2 separate regions of the Macaca mulatta genome follow, and region 1 is linked to region 2. A link is a contact called in public Hi-C data. All regions are on one chromosome and are shown on one strand. The core of a region is the stretch at or near the end of the contact, and the rest is flanking DNA. Distances in the headings are between cores, read along the strand shown.

Region 1 (7,270 bases), core at 2,401-4,900, 100 kb after region 2:
CCTCCTGCCTTGACTGGGGCTGCTGGAAGGGGGGCCCTCTGGATTCCCTTTGGAGGCATCAGGTTCTGTGCACAATTTGTGTATCTTTGGGAGCCCTGGGTCTTTCCCACCTGCCTGTTTTCATACCCCTCAGCTTTGGGGGCCCCAGGGAATTGGAACTCTTCCCCCAAGACAGAGCAGGGGTGAGCTGTAGCTTGATGCGGTAATCTGGGACAAGACTGGTTGCTAGCACATACTTTATTACCCCCCAAGGATGGTCAGCCATTTCTTCCCACAGCCAAAGCCCCATCCCCTTCACTTCCCTCCAATCCCTGGAGGGGCTTCTAGTATTCCTGGGACAGCGACCACGCTGCCTGTTTATCTGTGAGTTATGGGCAACCAGGGTGCCTGCTCTTCAGCCTCACACCCATTCTCCTGAGAGCAAGGAGCCTGTGTGGTCTGGGTCAGTCTCTGCCATGTCCTGAGTCTGTTTCAGTCTGGCGCTGTTTGTGGGGCGAGTGCCGTGTGGACAGAGGTGGATGATGTGTGTGCTTCAGGCTGCTCCCTGCCTCCTCTGACCTTTCCACAAGTGTCACATGGGAAAGTGTGGGGTGCAGGGGCGGGTGCGGGGAGAATACCTTTTTGCTTTTTGAGCTCTTGACCACCTCCAATGTGTAGACCCCTCCAGGCTGGGCCTTGGGGCTGCTTATGTTTTGGGGATCAAGCCTCCATGTCTATTCTTGTTGCCTGTCCAGATGCCAAAACTCTGTGTTACTGCAGGGTTTGAACTTTTGGAAACCAATTAAAATGTGCCTTTTGTGTGCGGGGTCAAGAGCCCCTGGATGTCGACCTCTCCCGCTGTGTGGCGTCCCCCTCCCACCTGTTGAGTACATAGGGATGGCTCTCTCAGGGCCCTGGGAATGGGAATGGGCAGCCCTACTGTGTGCTCTTCCCCTCCCCTGGAGTTAATCTCTTGATCTGGCCAAGTTGCTGCTCCCTCAAACTTCCTGCTGTCTTCTCCTCCTTCAACCCCAATAGGAGGATCCCAGGATAAACACTGCTGGGCAGGCGGGCAGGCAGGCAGGCTTGGGGCTGCCCTGCTCACTCTCATTCTGTTTGGCCTCAGGACTTAGCCATGCTAGACCAGTCAGCTTGCCTGGAAGTGGGAGGTCCCACTATGCCTGTGGGAGACACCTATACTTAGGAAAAAGCCTTTGTTGCCCTCCCATCCATCCACTAAGCTACTGTCTCAGCCTGTCCCTTCTGCCCCAGGGGCTTGCCTGCAGTGCACTTTGAAATGAAGTGTCTGTCATTTGGCCCAGCCCCTGGTTTGCTCGCAGAAAACGTGGTAGGATTCCTCAAGGCATCTGCAGGGAACTTTGGCAGCTTGGGGCACCCTGAATTAGCAAAAATGGGGGGTGACGAGGTGCTGAAGGAGGATACTTATGGCTTAGTAAGGAGGCAAGAGCTCCTCTGGGACCACCACTTCTTCAGGAGAGGGCCTGTGGGCTTGCTTTTGGAAGGCCTCAGGCAGACACGTGCCCTCTGGGTGATGTCTGTCTGCCGCCAGGATGGAGCAGAGGAGCGCTACACATGGAGGAAAGCGCCTGTAACGTTATCTACCTTAAACTCCACTCATCAAAGCTGAGAAAAGTGTCCACTGGTCCCCAGGGTTTCAGTCATGCTTTTGGGGGTCATTGGGTATTAGAGAAGTAAGTACCTTTTCTGAGAGCAGGGAGTCACCCCCCCTACTGGGGATTCCTCTGGGCTTTATTCAGTCCCAGCCCAGACCCTGACCTTTGATTGTGGGCCTCCCTAATGCCCAGGGCATGGATGGCTTCAGAGGAGTTGTTGAATTGAAGCCCAGGGTCCTTGTTGATGTTTCTTCTCCTAGCCACACTTGGAGGAGAGTTGCAGGTGGGTTGGGCAGGGAGCAGGAATGGTTCTGCTTTGCTGTTTGTCTTCCTAGTTGTAAGGCTCTTTATAAAGAGCTTGTTCTTCATGTTTTAAGCACTTTATGAAGAATAAAACATTCATGTACTGCAGGTGGCTCTGTTGTGTTCCTGTTTTGGAATGAACAGGTACAGGAGGCTGCTGTGGGAGAAGGCACCTTAAATCAGGGTGATGGGATTCTTGGATGGCCCTGTCCCTGCCCTGACATCAGGGCAGTAACACAATGTTGCCCAGTAGCCTGAACTTAGTATTTTCTGACTCCCAGGATACCCACATTTATTGTGCACCTAAGATGGGCCCATTTATTGGTAATACAGAGGGTAAGAAATAGATTCCTATTCTCAAATTGCATGGTCTAGCAGGGGAAGATAAGATACAAATCCAAGATACAAATTGTTCTTCATGGCTAGCTAAAATCTCCCTCCAGCTTTATGAAAAGTATTTCTTGTGGTTCAACTACTAGGGGATGAAAAACTTTGACTGCCACAGCCCGTGTAGTGTCCAGAAACACTGGCAGACATGAGCCAACCCTGCAGTCCACCATGAGACTAATGAGACCCCAAGTGGGGTTCCCTAGAAGACCAAATATTTCTACTGTCATCTTGGGCAAAAGAGGCAGCTTCTCCACTCCCCAAGTCTGGCTCACTGACCAGGTAATTCAGCTGGGAATCTCCAGCTAATCCATTCTACAACTGTGTGTGTTCATTATCCATGCTGGTGCTTACTCCACAATCTGTAATACTCCCCCTTACCTAACGCCCTCCCCACCCGCCCTAGTCCCAGGTTCTTCTCCTGCCCGGGAATTAGGCCCAGGAGGGATCTTCCTTGGTTGGCCAGACAAGGTGAAGGCTGTCAGGGCTCTTAATCCCCCACTGATGAACTCACAGCCAACACTTTTGAGTCTCTACTGTGAGCCCTCTTACGTCTGGCTCAGAAAACTGAAGTGAATCAAAAAGTCATAGCCCCTGCCCTGTGAACCTTACAGTAAGAAAGACTATCCAGAACAGTAAGTAATTGTGAGTGCAAAAGAGAAGTGCTGGGTGCCACGGAGCCTCCATGGGATTTTGTGGAAGCAGAGTGATGGACTGGGAAATGCAATGTTTAGGCTAAAGCCAGAAAGAGAGCCAGCATCAGGCGAAGATTTAGTCTTCTCGGTACAGAATGTTCAGGGGTCGCGGGGTGGGCAGGCCCCAGCATGCTCCAGGAACTGAGTGTCAGGACAGCGGGAGAGCACAGGACGAGTGGGCAGGGTGGCGACGGAGGAAACGACGAGAAGGTTCCGCAGTGCAACTCCTTGCAGAAAGCCTTCCGAGGTTAACCCTACTCCGCCTGGAGTCTTTGCCCATCTGGTCCCAAGTCGGGCCCACTTGAATGGGACCCTTCTGGGCTGCCTGGCCCCAGGAGCGACGCCCACGGCAGCCACTCTAACTTCTGGGGGCAAGTAAGCAGCGAGGGGTCGCCCGTGGTCGTCGTACAGGAACACCCTTCCTGGGCTGCCGACCTTGCGCCTTGCAACGCGGACAGCGGGCACCTAGACCTCCCTGGACGGCCGTAACTCTCTGCAGTCTAGCGTTGCAAGCGTCGGGACGCGAAAAACTACACTCCCCACAACCCCTTGCGCCTCCCGCTCGCTGCGGTTGCTTAGGGCCAATCGGGAGAGGCAGCTGTGGCGGGGGCCGAGGAGGGACATTTTAAAAGGGCCGGAGATTGCGGGCGTCAGTGGCCATGGCGGATACAGCGACTACAGCATCGGCGGCGGCGGCTAGTGCCGCTAACGCCTCGAGCGATGCACCTCCTTTCCAACTGGGCAAACCCCGCTTCCAGCAGGTGAGGACCGGGCTGTGGTCTGCGGGCCGGCGGGTGGCAGAGAGACGACCAGCAAACTCCCCTCCAAAGTCCCCTTCCGCCCGAGGGTCTCCCACCGGCGGCCAGCGGAGCCTGCAGCTAGCCCGGGGGGGACTTCGGCCACAGCCACCCTTTTCCCATTGGTCAGCGGGGCGGGCACGGACTCTCACCGTGGCTTCCCATTGGTCCTTGGCGCCGTCACTCCCCGGCTGTCCGCGCCCTCTAGCCTTTCCCGCCCGCGGCGCCCTGTGATTGGCCACCGCTGGCTGCGGTCAAGGTCCGGAGCGCCCGGCTTCGAGCGGCTGCTCAGGGTCGCTCCGGGTTGTGCAGCCGCCCGCCCCGGGCGCAAAGTTCTAGTCCGGCCCTGGAAGGGAAGTTGGCGTGGCCGGGATGCCTTCTAACTTTTTCCCCTGGTGGGGACTGACGTTCCTTTCGAGCTGCTGGCGGAACCGCCGGGCAGCGTCGCGCCCAGCGGTCACTCCCCAGCCCTGGCCCCCAAGCCGGGCCCGGCGCGCGCGGCAGGTTGGGGGGGCGAGTGCCGAGGCGAGCGGCGGTCTGGCGTCCCCTGTCCCTGCTCCCCTTCTTGGGTTGAGGATTCGCTGGCGCAGCAAGCCGGCCGATGCCCTGCGGGGATGTAGCCAGGGCGTGTGAGGGAAACGCTGTGTCATCCCCTGGGGCCGTCGTCCCTCCGAGGGGCTGTCGCCCAGGAACCCCCCCAGCCTCTCCCTCGCTGCTTCCTCTGCGGAGGGTCTCCCGCGCCTGGGCCCCTGCGTCGCCGGGCACTGGCTCTGGGCACACCCGCTCGGGCTCTTCGGGGCACGGCGACAGGGGTCCTTTCCCTCCGGGACCCCCGCTGGGGCGTCGCCGACTCGGCCCTGGACTGCGGAGGCAGGGGTGCAACGCGGAGCCCGGGCGCCTGGCTGGGCCCGGAGACCGGAGCCGGGGAGGGGCCGCTCCCGCGCCGCAGACCCTCGGGCTCCCGTGCCTCCTGCACCGAGGAGACGGAATTTATTGGGAAACGGGCAGAGAGACCGCTGAAGTGAACCGGGGCTTGCCGGGGGTGGGCGGCAGCCGAGGCGGCCAGAAAAGAACTTTGCAGGAAGAAAGGAAATTGTACAAAGGTCGGTGCGGTGGCTTTTTTTTTTTTTTTTTTTAATTTTTTTTGTTGTGGTGGTGGAAGGGGGATTGGTTCCAGCAAAGGGGGACCCCGAGCTTTGCTGATAATTAGGGAACTTGGCTCCTGAGCCGTCTGAAAAAAATGTCCCCAGTGTTTCTTAACAGGACTTTAATTCCTTTTAAAAGTAGGCCATCTCAGCATGTAGGTATCCGAGGTGAGACTGACATCTTCCTTCCAGTGTAGGAGGCCATCTAGGGTGAGATTGTCGGGGTGTCCCTGCTTGGACTTGAGTGACCTTATTACATTGCCTATCACCGCTCCCACCCCCATTCTGCTCATCCTTACAGGCTCAGTCGGGCCTGCCTCTCAGGCAAACACTTGCTCCCTATGTCTCTGGTCCCTTTTTCCCTCTGGTCCCATGAGATTGCAGACTCCCTCCCGCACACCTCTTTGGCCACCTGAGTCGAATCCTCATAGCTCTCCATACAGTGCCCTGTGGTCTTCTAAATGTTTGCTGTGTGATGACTTGGTTTCCTCAAATCCCCTGCAGTCCTTTTGCGAGAAGGGGCTGAACTTGGCCTTCTCTGTCTCTGTCTTGCCCTGATAGAGACAAGTTAGGCATATAGTAATGTGCCGAGTAAAAGATTTGTGTGGTTTTTTTTTTTTCCTTGGTGTCTGTTATCTGTATGTGGCACTTGGGACATTCAGTTACCCAACGGACGTTTATCAAATATGTCTTAGTAGCTTATATGACTGAGCCCTTTACTGTGAGCACTGCTCTAGAGCAATAGATAAACATTTGAGGCTACCCTATTCCTGCAGCCATTATGGTACTTCTTCCTGGCACTGCTCCTGCAGGCAGTAAAATTTAGTGTTTGTTGTATCCACTTTTGAAGCTCCCCTCCCCAGCATAGTAACCTGCATAAAGCATGTTGCATCTGATTCATCCATGTTAAGGATCTTCTCTCTAGTCCACACCTGCTCCTGCCGCATGGCTCCCTGGCTCTGCAAGCAGCCCAACTTGTCACCCAATCAGTGCAGCCAGAAGCCTGGGAGCTGCCTGTTCTTTCCTTCTTCTCCCTCACCCTTTAAGTGCAACCAGAGGCCCAGTGATCTTGCCTCTTACACAGCTCTCAAGTCCACCCATCTCTACTGCCAGAATCCTAAACCAAGCCCCCATCGTCTACTTCCTGGGTCACTGCAGTAGCGTCACAACATGTCTCCCTGCTTCCACTCTGTCCCTCTTCCAGTCCTTCCTCCTTCTGCAAGGCAGAGTCCCCACGATACAGATCTGATCAAGGGACTCCCCACACCCTTGCACATTTAAATACCCTCCAATGGCTTCCCCTGCTTCTGAGATAAAGACCTAACTTCTGAAGGGGCCCCCAAAGTATACATGGCCCACCCCACTGACTACTACTTCCTTGAATCCCACCACCCAACCACCCACACCTCGCACCCTCCTTCACATCACACTGGCTGCTTTTCAGCCTCTGAACCCACCATGTTCCCTCCCACCACTGGGCCATCTGCTTGGAACATCACCTCTTCCTCTGCCCGCAACTCTTGTTCCCACTCTTCCTCATCCCTGGTGTATCCATGAAGCATCACTTTCTTGGAGAAGCCTCCTGCCACTCCCAGGTTGAATTTTTGACTGTTTCCTTACTGCAAACACCTATCTCAGTGTATACATTGATTTGTGATGAGTATTTCTTTGCCATCTGTGTTTCCCTTTCAACTGTGGACTTTGTGGAAGTGGAGGCTGTGCCTGCCTTCACTCCCTGTTGACCCTCCAAGGCTCATCACAGTGCCTGGTAGTTAAGAGGTACTTAATGAAGGTTTGTTGTATACATGAATATCCTGGAGACAATTCAGTAGGGCTTTGTGGACTTGAATTAAATTGACTTGTAAGGTTGTGATTGGAAAGGTGGACCAACTTTTCTCCAAATTGTCCCTTAGGGATCTTATAAAATTGCAACCAAGTGGGGGCATGTTTGACAGTGTAAGATTAATCAGTGCTGAGATATTCCAGAGTTGGGGTGTCTTTAAGGAGGTGAGTCTAAAGACACAAAGATTGGCCATGTATATACTGGGTTGATGAGCTCCTTTAGGGCCCAGCCCACATCTCTGTGTCCTGCTCTGGCATGTAATAATTGTGTAATATATGCTTATAGTACCTTGTGCTGGCCTGACAGAAGCCTGCTTCAAAGTAGTTGATAATCCAGGATTCATTCCCAGCACCCATGCCAGGGACATGACTCTTATTCCCCAACAAGGTCTTTCCTTATTCCTTGGAGTCACTCTAGAACTCCTCTTTATTCCCTCAGGGGTCTCCCTGTGCAAGAGAACAGGGGGAGAAAGAGGGTGGAGGCTGTG
Region 2 (6,923 bases), core at 1,633-4,132:
CAGTGAGCTGAGATCATACCACTGTACTCCAGCCTGGGAGACAGCAAGAGTCTGTCAAAAAAAAAAAAAAAAAAAAAATTGGCTCATGCCTATAATCCCAGCACTTTGGGAGGTCGAGGCAGGAGGATCATGAGGTCAGGAGATCGAGACCATCCTGGCTAACACGGTGAAACCCCGTCTCTACTAAAAAAAAAAAAAAATACAAAAAATTAGCCGGGCGTGGTGGCGGGTGCCTGTAGTCCCAGTTACTCAGGAGGCTGAGGCAGGAGAATGGCGTGAACCCGGGAGGCGGAGCTTGCAGTGAGCCGAGATCGTGCCACTGCACTCCAGCGTGGGCGACGGAGCGAGACTCCCATCTCAAAAAAAAAAAAATTATGAAGACACAATACTCTCTGACTCACTATTTTGTAGGTATGGGCTGGCAGAGGTTTCTCAGCCCTTCTCATGGCCCCAACTCCAATGAATGTGACAGTGCACATGTGAGTGGGCGGGAGTGTGCATGATATCTGTTGGGGGGTGTGTGTGTGTGTGGTATCTGCTATATTCGAATATGTGTGTGCCTGGGGAATTGTGTGCATGTGAGTGGTGTGTGTGAATTCTGTTGGATATGAGTGTAGGTTTATGGAGGTGTTGGCGGGTGTGTGTGTCTGCTGAGTGTTGGTGTGTATGTATTTTCTCCTGGGCTGTGTCTGCATTTTTGTAGTGTTTGCTAAGGGTGAGGGTAAGTGGTATCTGTGGGGCATGTCTGCAGAGTGTTTGTGGTGGTGGCTGCGATGTATGCATGCAACGTCTGCTCTGTGTGCATGTATGGGGCTGGGGTGCCTGCAGGCTGCATCATAATGCCATAAAATGCCTGGTGAAATCCCCCTACCAGTGACTCTGTGCTGGCAGAGGCTGCCCCTTAGAGGCAAGTAGGGAAGGTCTGGGAAGTCCACTGTCTCAGGACGTCAGGAAGCTGAGGGACCACAGTAATTGCTATGCCCGGGGGCATGGAGACCCAGGCAGGGACAGGTGCTGGCTACAATAGGTAGACAAAGGCCAGTGCCTGGAAGCCTCCAATCCTGTTGAATACAGATGGCAAGGCTGCATGCACAACACAGATCCCAGGCAGGGGATAAGGATGGACATGTCAAGTCTGGGTCTCAATCCTGACAACATATTCAGGCTCAGGACAGTTCAGAAGGAGAGGAGCCCTGGGGGAAGGCTGAACTCAGATGGTTGGGGTAGGTGGGGAAAAGAAGTGAGCTGGTCAGGCTACTCCATATGGCACCCTGCTGGACAGAGGCAGCTCCATGCCAGGGCACAGGACTTGGTGAGGGGAACAGGAGCTGGACCTCAGTCCTGTTGCCCCCCTGGCTGGGTGCCCTCTTACAGGGGCCCAACTGTACATGGTGACCCTGGATATTGGCCTGGGAACCTGTGATCTTCTACTATATCTGGGGCTGGCAGAGGACTGGGGGGCTGAGAAGGAGACATGGTCCCACGACTTGGAGGAGAGAGAAGGCTTGACCAGAAGGGACTGGCTGTGCAGCAGGATAGCTGGAGGCCTGTTGGCTGGGCATCCTGTCTCCTGGGTCCTGGACTGGTCTTGACAGCAAAGTCAGGGCAGATGGCACCAGCAAGCCACAACCTTCCTGCTCCACAGAGTGCTAGAATGGCCACTCATCAGTTACAGCAGGACTATAATGATGACCAAGAAGATAAGACAAAACAGAAGAGGGCGGGTAGACCAGAAAGAGTGTTCAGAAAGAAGCTTGAAAGAGGAGAAGAGAGAAGCTCCCGAGTAGCAGCAGCAACGTACCAGCTAGATTCGTAACCTCCAACTACTACTTTCTGGCTTCAGTTTTGTCACCTAAGAGGGTTGGAATAAAATGAATTTAAGTCTCTTTTACCTTTGACTAGGACAGACCCAGGCTGGCCTTTCACCAGCTCCTGTCCCCATTCCCAAGGGAAGCTGGGTGGGGGGGTAGAGGGTGTGGACAACTCAGTGTGGTCCATCCTCAGACCAAAAACCCAGCTCGGGGCCGACACATTACTCTCTGAAACACCATGCTCAGGTGTGAACAAAGATGCTTGGTTACTGTGGACTTTTAGCTCCAAGGAGGGCTGTGTCTTTCTTAACTCAATGTCTTTCTTAACTAATCAAATTAAGAGCCTGGCTGGGCATGGTGACTCACACCTGTAATCCCAGCACTTTGGGAGGCTGATACAAGAGGATCGCTTGAGATCAGGAGTTCAAGATCAGCCTAGGCAACATAGTGAGACCCCCATCTCTTAAAAAAAAAAATAGGAGCCCGCATCTTTAGATTCCCAGGGCTGAGATTCTGGGAAACTCAGCCAAAACTCCAGAGCTGATGCAAGTAGCAAAGGACCTTTTTTTTTTTTGGTCACTAGGGCCTGGAGGACAGACAAGGGCAAAAGGCAGAGAATTCCAGCCTTTACAGGTCACAGAGAAAGTGGAGGAGGAGGAGGTAGCTGATGCCTCCACACCCAGAAGGGAGGGGGAAGTGATGAGCAAGATTTTTCACCCTTTCGGTAAAACAAAAAAAATCATTTCTCCTATTTCCTTCTCCGAGATTAATGATAAACTGTCTATCCCCTAAAAGAAAATGATAAAGACTCTAATTTTACTTGGAGGCTTAGAAATGCCATTTCTACGCAAAACAGGGAGCCCATAATCAGACTTGAGCGGGGCAGAGCTTTGATAGAAAATGTTTTCCTCTCTCCCTCTAGTTCTTCCCCTCCTTCCCCTCGCAAACCAAGATGCCCGACAGCTAAAAACAATGCTCAATAAAGTGAAATAATATTTTAGTCAAAATAGGCTGAGACTGCTCCCAGCCAACTGTAAATTAGCATTTTGAGGGCAAATATGCAGACAATTTGAGATAATGAAGCCTGATTATTCAATCCAATGAATGTTAACTAGGGAGCAGAGGCTCCACTGCCTTATCTCACTCCCTTCGATTTATTTTTTTAATCGTTTCACATTTGAACTCTTTATTTGTTTCTGTTTTATGCGCCCCCTCCCTTCCTCGGTCACACACACACACACACACACACACACACACACACACACACCCACAGGCACAGTCTCCCTCCCTTCTCTCCTCTCCTCCATTCCTGCCCAGGCTGCAGAAGGGGACCCTTGCGGAGGCCATCAGTCTTTCCACCCAGCCTGGCCTTCGGGTTGGGGTCAGCATGCCCCATGGAGCCCCTACTGTGTGCATGGTCAACGTGCACTAAACAGATGACACACACACTGCTTCTCAGGGCTTAGAACAGGCCTGGGTGCAGGAGCTGGAGAATGGCAGGTTTATAAAGGAACATGCCCGGTGTATGTGGGGCTCGGAGAAGCGGGGATGGAAGGACAAGAAATGCCTTTCATGTCCTTCAATCCACCCTCCATGAAAGGTCCATGTGGAGCGCCCCCTGTCCCTAGGAGTCATGGAAAACTTTCTTAAATTATCCTTTGTCCCAGGCAGGACTCACTGCATAATTTGCAGGACCCAGTGCAAAATGAAATGCAGGGAAATTTGCCCAAAAATCATGGAGAATTTCGAGATAGTTGTGGCAGAACATTATGACACCAAGCAGGCCACACACCCATGCAGCTGACCTGGCTCCAGCAGCTAAGGGGCAGCCTCAAAGCCTGTTGGAGGTAACATAATGAGGCCTTCTGAAGGAGGGTTGAAGCCTTTCTCAAGTGAAGAGAGAGGTTTCTGAGACCCTGAGAAGGGTCCCAGCTGACTAGGGCTAGACGCTGGGGTTGTGGGTGCCATAGGCAGGAGCCCCAGTGCCTGAACAGCTGTCAGCATGGTGGTTTCCCCTTGGAGGTACCCATCCTTCAGCCTAGAGATGATGTTTACTTGGTGGTGGAAAAAACAGCTCCCACTTGGGTGAGGCTCCCCGCTGTTACGGTGCTTACCTGGCCTCAACCTCCTGCTTGGGTCCTGGCCCTACTTTTTCCCTCAGCAGTGTGGCCTCCCAGTCCCTGCCCTGTCCCCATGAGCTCCTGCCTGGGTCAAGCCCCTGCAGCTGCCCTTCCCTCGGGGCCCCGTTACCACCCTTTATGGTGTGTGCAGCAGGAAGTCCCCGCCTGAGCATGGCCTCCCACCTTGTCTGCCCTGTTCCTCAGCTTGCCCACTCCCCACCAGACCTCCTGCTCATCGAGTGCCCTGTTCACCACTCTCATCCTCCCGCTGCCTCTGCTCATACTGGGCCCTCACCTGGAGGGTCTTCAGCTCCCTCCTGCCTCCTATCTCCTCTCTTTCCACCCATCTCTTCACACCCAGCCAAAGAACACTGCTCTGCCTTTTGTCGGATGTGCTCTTGGGTGGGTGATTTAACCTCCTTGAGCTTTAGTTTCCCTGTGGGTAAATGGGATTGTAGTGGGGCCTGTCTTGTGAGGTGAGTGAGAAGACCAATCAAGCTGGTACAAGTAAAGCCCTGACCCCGGACTGGCCCACCTGAATGTGCATACCTGTTAGCTTGTGCTCTGGGAAGCCTCCGGGAAGCTTCAGAATGCCACAGTCAGTTGGAACAGCTGCCCTCCTAGAACTTCCATAGCCTTTGGAGTCCTGGTCACACGGTGTAGCCTGCATTCTTACACTGTTTCCTCCACCTGATAGCAATTTCCCAAGAGTGGTGTGGTGGGCACTTAGGACAGGCTCCCTCAGCCTCCCATGCCACCCTCCTTTTGTCTGGAGAGGCTGGAAAATTAAGAGCTGCATCTCCCAGATTCCCTTGCAGCTAGGCTTCTGGAAGTGAATTGGGTAATACTGATCAGTTAGACTCCTGAAACTGGGAAGGTGGACATGAGACTCTTTCCTGCCCTGGGTTTCTAATGGCTAGCAAGATAGTAGAAACACGATTACCTTTTTCTGCACCAGATTACCATTGTCCATCTTCTAGCTTCTGGGTGTCAAGAGGCAAAAGCTGTTATTCTGGTTTCAGTAATGGCTTGATTCTGGCCGGCCGGCCTGCGTGCCTGCCTGCCTTCCTTCCTTCCTTCCTTCCTTTCTTTCTTCCTTCCTTCCTTCCTTCCTTCCTTCCTTCCTTCCTTCCTTCCTTCCTTCCTTCCTTCCTTCCCTCCCTCCTTCCTTCCTTCCTTCCCTTCCTGTCCCTTCCCTTCCTTCCTTTTTCTTCCCTCCCCTCCCCTCCCTTCCCCTTCCTTCCTTCCTTCCTGCCTTCCTGCCTTCTTTCCTTCCTTCCTTCCCTTTCCTTTTCCTTTCTTCTTTTCTTTTCTTTGCTTTTTTCTTGAGAGATAGAGTCTCACTCTGTCGCCCAGGCTGGAGTGCAGTGGTGCAATCATGACTCACTGCAGCCTCAATCTCCTGGGTTCAAGCGATCCTCCCAACTCAGCTTCTTAAGTAGCTGGGACTACAGGTGCCACCATGCCCAGCTAATTTTTACATTTTCTGTAGAGATGGGGTCTCAGCCTCCAACTTCAGATTACAGGTATAAGCCACTGTGTCCAGCTGATTCTGGGTTTCTTGATCTTTGTATTGCAGCTACAGTGGTTTCAAACTCAATTCAAGGGGTGGTCTCAGAGGTTGTAGTGCCACTGGGAGTTAGTTCAGAATTTTGGAATTCCTTCCTGGATGTTCAGGTTAGAACCCACCATTCTGGCTTTTCCAACAATTTCGAAAGTATCGAATTCTCTATTAAGTCTCTCTTTGGTGGCTGGGTGCAGTGGATCATGCCTGGAATCCCGCATTTTGGGAGGCTGAGGTAGGAGGATCACTTGAGCCCAGAAGTTTGAGACCAGTCTGGGCAATACAGCAAGACCCCCCATCTCTACAAAAAATAAGTTAAAAAAATTAGCAGGGGTCGGGCACGGTGGCTCACGCCTGTAATCCCAGCACTTTGGGAGGCCGAGGCGGGCAGATTGCGAGGTCAAGAGATAGAGACCATCCTGGCCAACATGGTGAAACCTCGTCTCTACTAAAAATACAAAAATTAGCTGGGCATGGTGGCACGTGCCTGTAGTCCCAGCTACTCAGGAGGCTGAGGCAGGAGAATCGCTTGAACCCTGGAGGCAGAGGTTGCAGTGAGCTAAGATCGCGCCATTGTACTCCAGCCTGGTGACAGAGCGAGACTCTGTCTCAAAAAAAAAAAAAAAAAAATTAGCGGGGTGTGGTAGTGTGGGCCTATAGTCTCAGCTTTTTTGGAGGCTGAGGTGGGAGAATGGCTTGAGTCCAGGAGATTGAGGCTGCAGTGAGCTATGATCATGCCACTGCACTCTAGCCTGTCTGAAAAAAAAAAAAAAAAATCAGCTGGGCGTGGTGGTGTGTGTCTATAGTCCCAGCTTCTTGGGAGACTGAGGTGGGAGGATGGCTTGAGCCCAGGAGATTGAGGTTGCAGTGAGCTATGATCATGCCACTGCACTCTAGCCTGTCTCAAAAAAAAAAAATCTCTCTTTGGTTAAAAATGTTCAGAGGGGCTTTCTACATAAATCCTTACAGGCACAGGAATAAACTAAACCATCTCTTTCTCCTGCACCCCCACAGCACAGTACCTAGCGTAGGTCCCCCTCTCCCTAAGAAATCCTCATGCCTCATACCAGCTGACCTGGCACCATGGCTGGCCTCTGAGCTGCCCAAGCACATGCTGGACATTTGCCTCTTTGTGCATCGTTCATTCCCTTCCCTTGCCCTGCTTTGTCTTGTATGCAGGAAGCTGACTCCTGCAAATTACATTTCCCTTGTCCACATGCACAGTGCCTTGTCCACTGGTTTCTTGTTGGGTTCAACCAACGCAATACACTGGTGATAAACTGGAGGGTGAGATAAGGGGAATGCCAGAGTATTTCTTGTCCTCTCTCTGCTTCCAGTGGCATCTATTTTGTGGAGCCAGCTTCTGCCAGGCAACACCCGCACCACAGCCTCCCAGCTCCCAGCCATTGGCCCCTCCACAGTTAAAGC

Evidence for each region. A called contact is a pair of places that touch in the nucleus more often than the background predicts.
Region 1: a contact with region 2 is called in a Hi-C map of fetal cortex germinal zone, with 2.3 times the contacts expected there. The contact joins the promoter of SFXN5 here to the enhancer-like site in region 2. A contact is called at or near these places in 8 of 14 Hi-C or Micro-C datasets (CD4 T cells, blood, cortical neurons and 4 more).

The regions. Positions count from the first base shown.
Region 1 is chr13:51,664,240-51,671,509 of T2T-MMU8v2.0, forward strand. It overlaps SFXN5 (sideroflexin 5), which reads left to right and starts at 3,651. Exons shown (of 12, transcript XM_077959379.1): 1 at 3,651-3,759. RAB11FIP5 (RAB11 family interacting protein 5) reads left to right here. Exons shown (of 7, transcript XM_028832377.2): 7 at 1-2,024.
Region 2 is chr13:51,562,654-51,569,576 of T2T-MMU8v2.0, forward strand. No RefSeq gene overlaps it. Among named protein-coding and RNA genes, the nearest start is that of NOTO, 33 kb to the left of the region's middle. Within about 2 kb of position 2,883, at least 2 of the 40 cell types and tissues checked have an H3K27ac peak or open chromatin away from gene starts, as enhancers often do. A contact at or near this core is called in fetal cortex germinal zone, where this site is marked.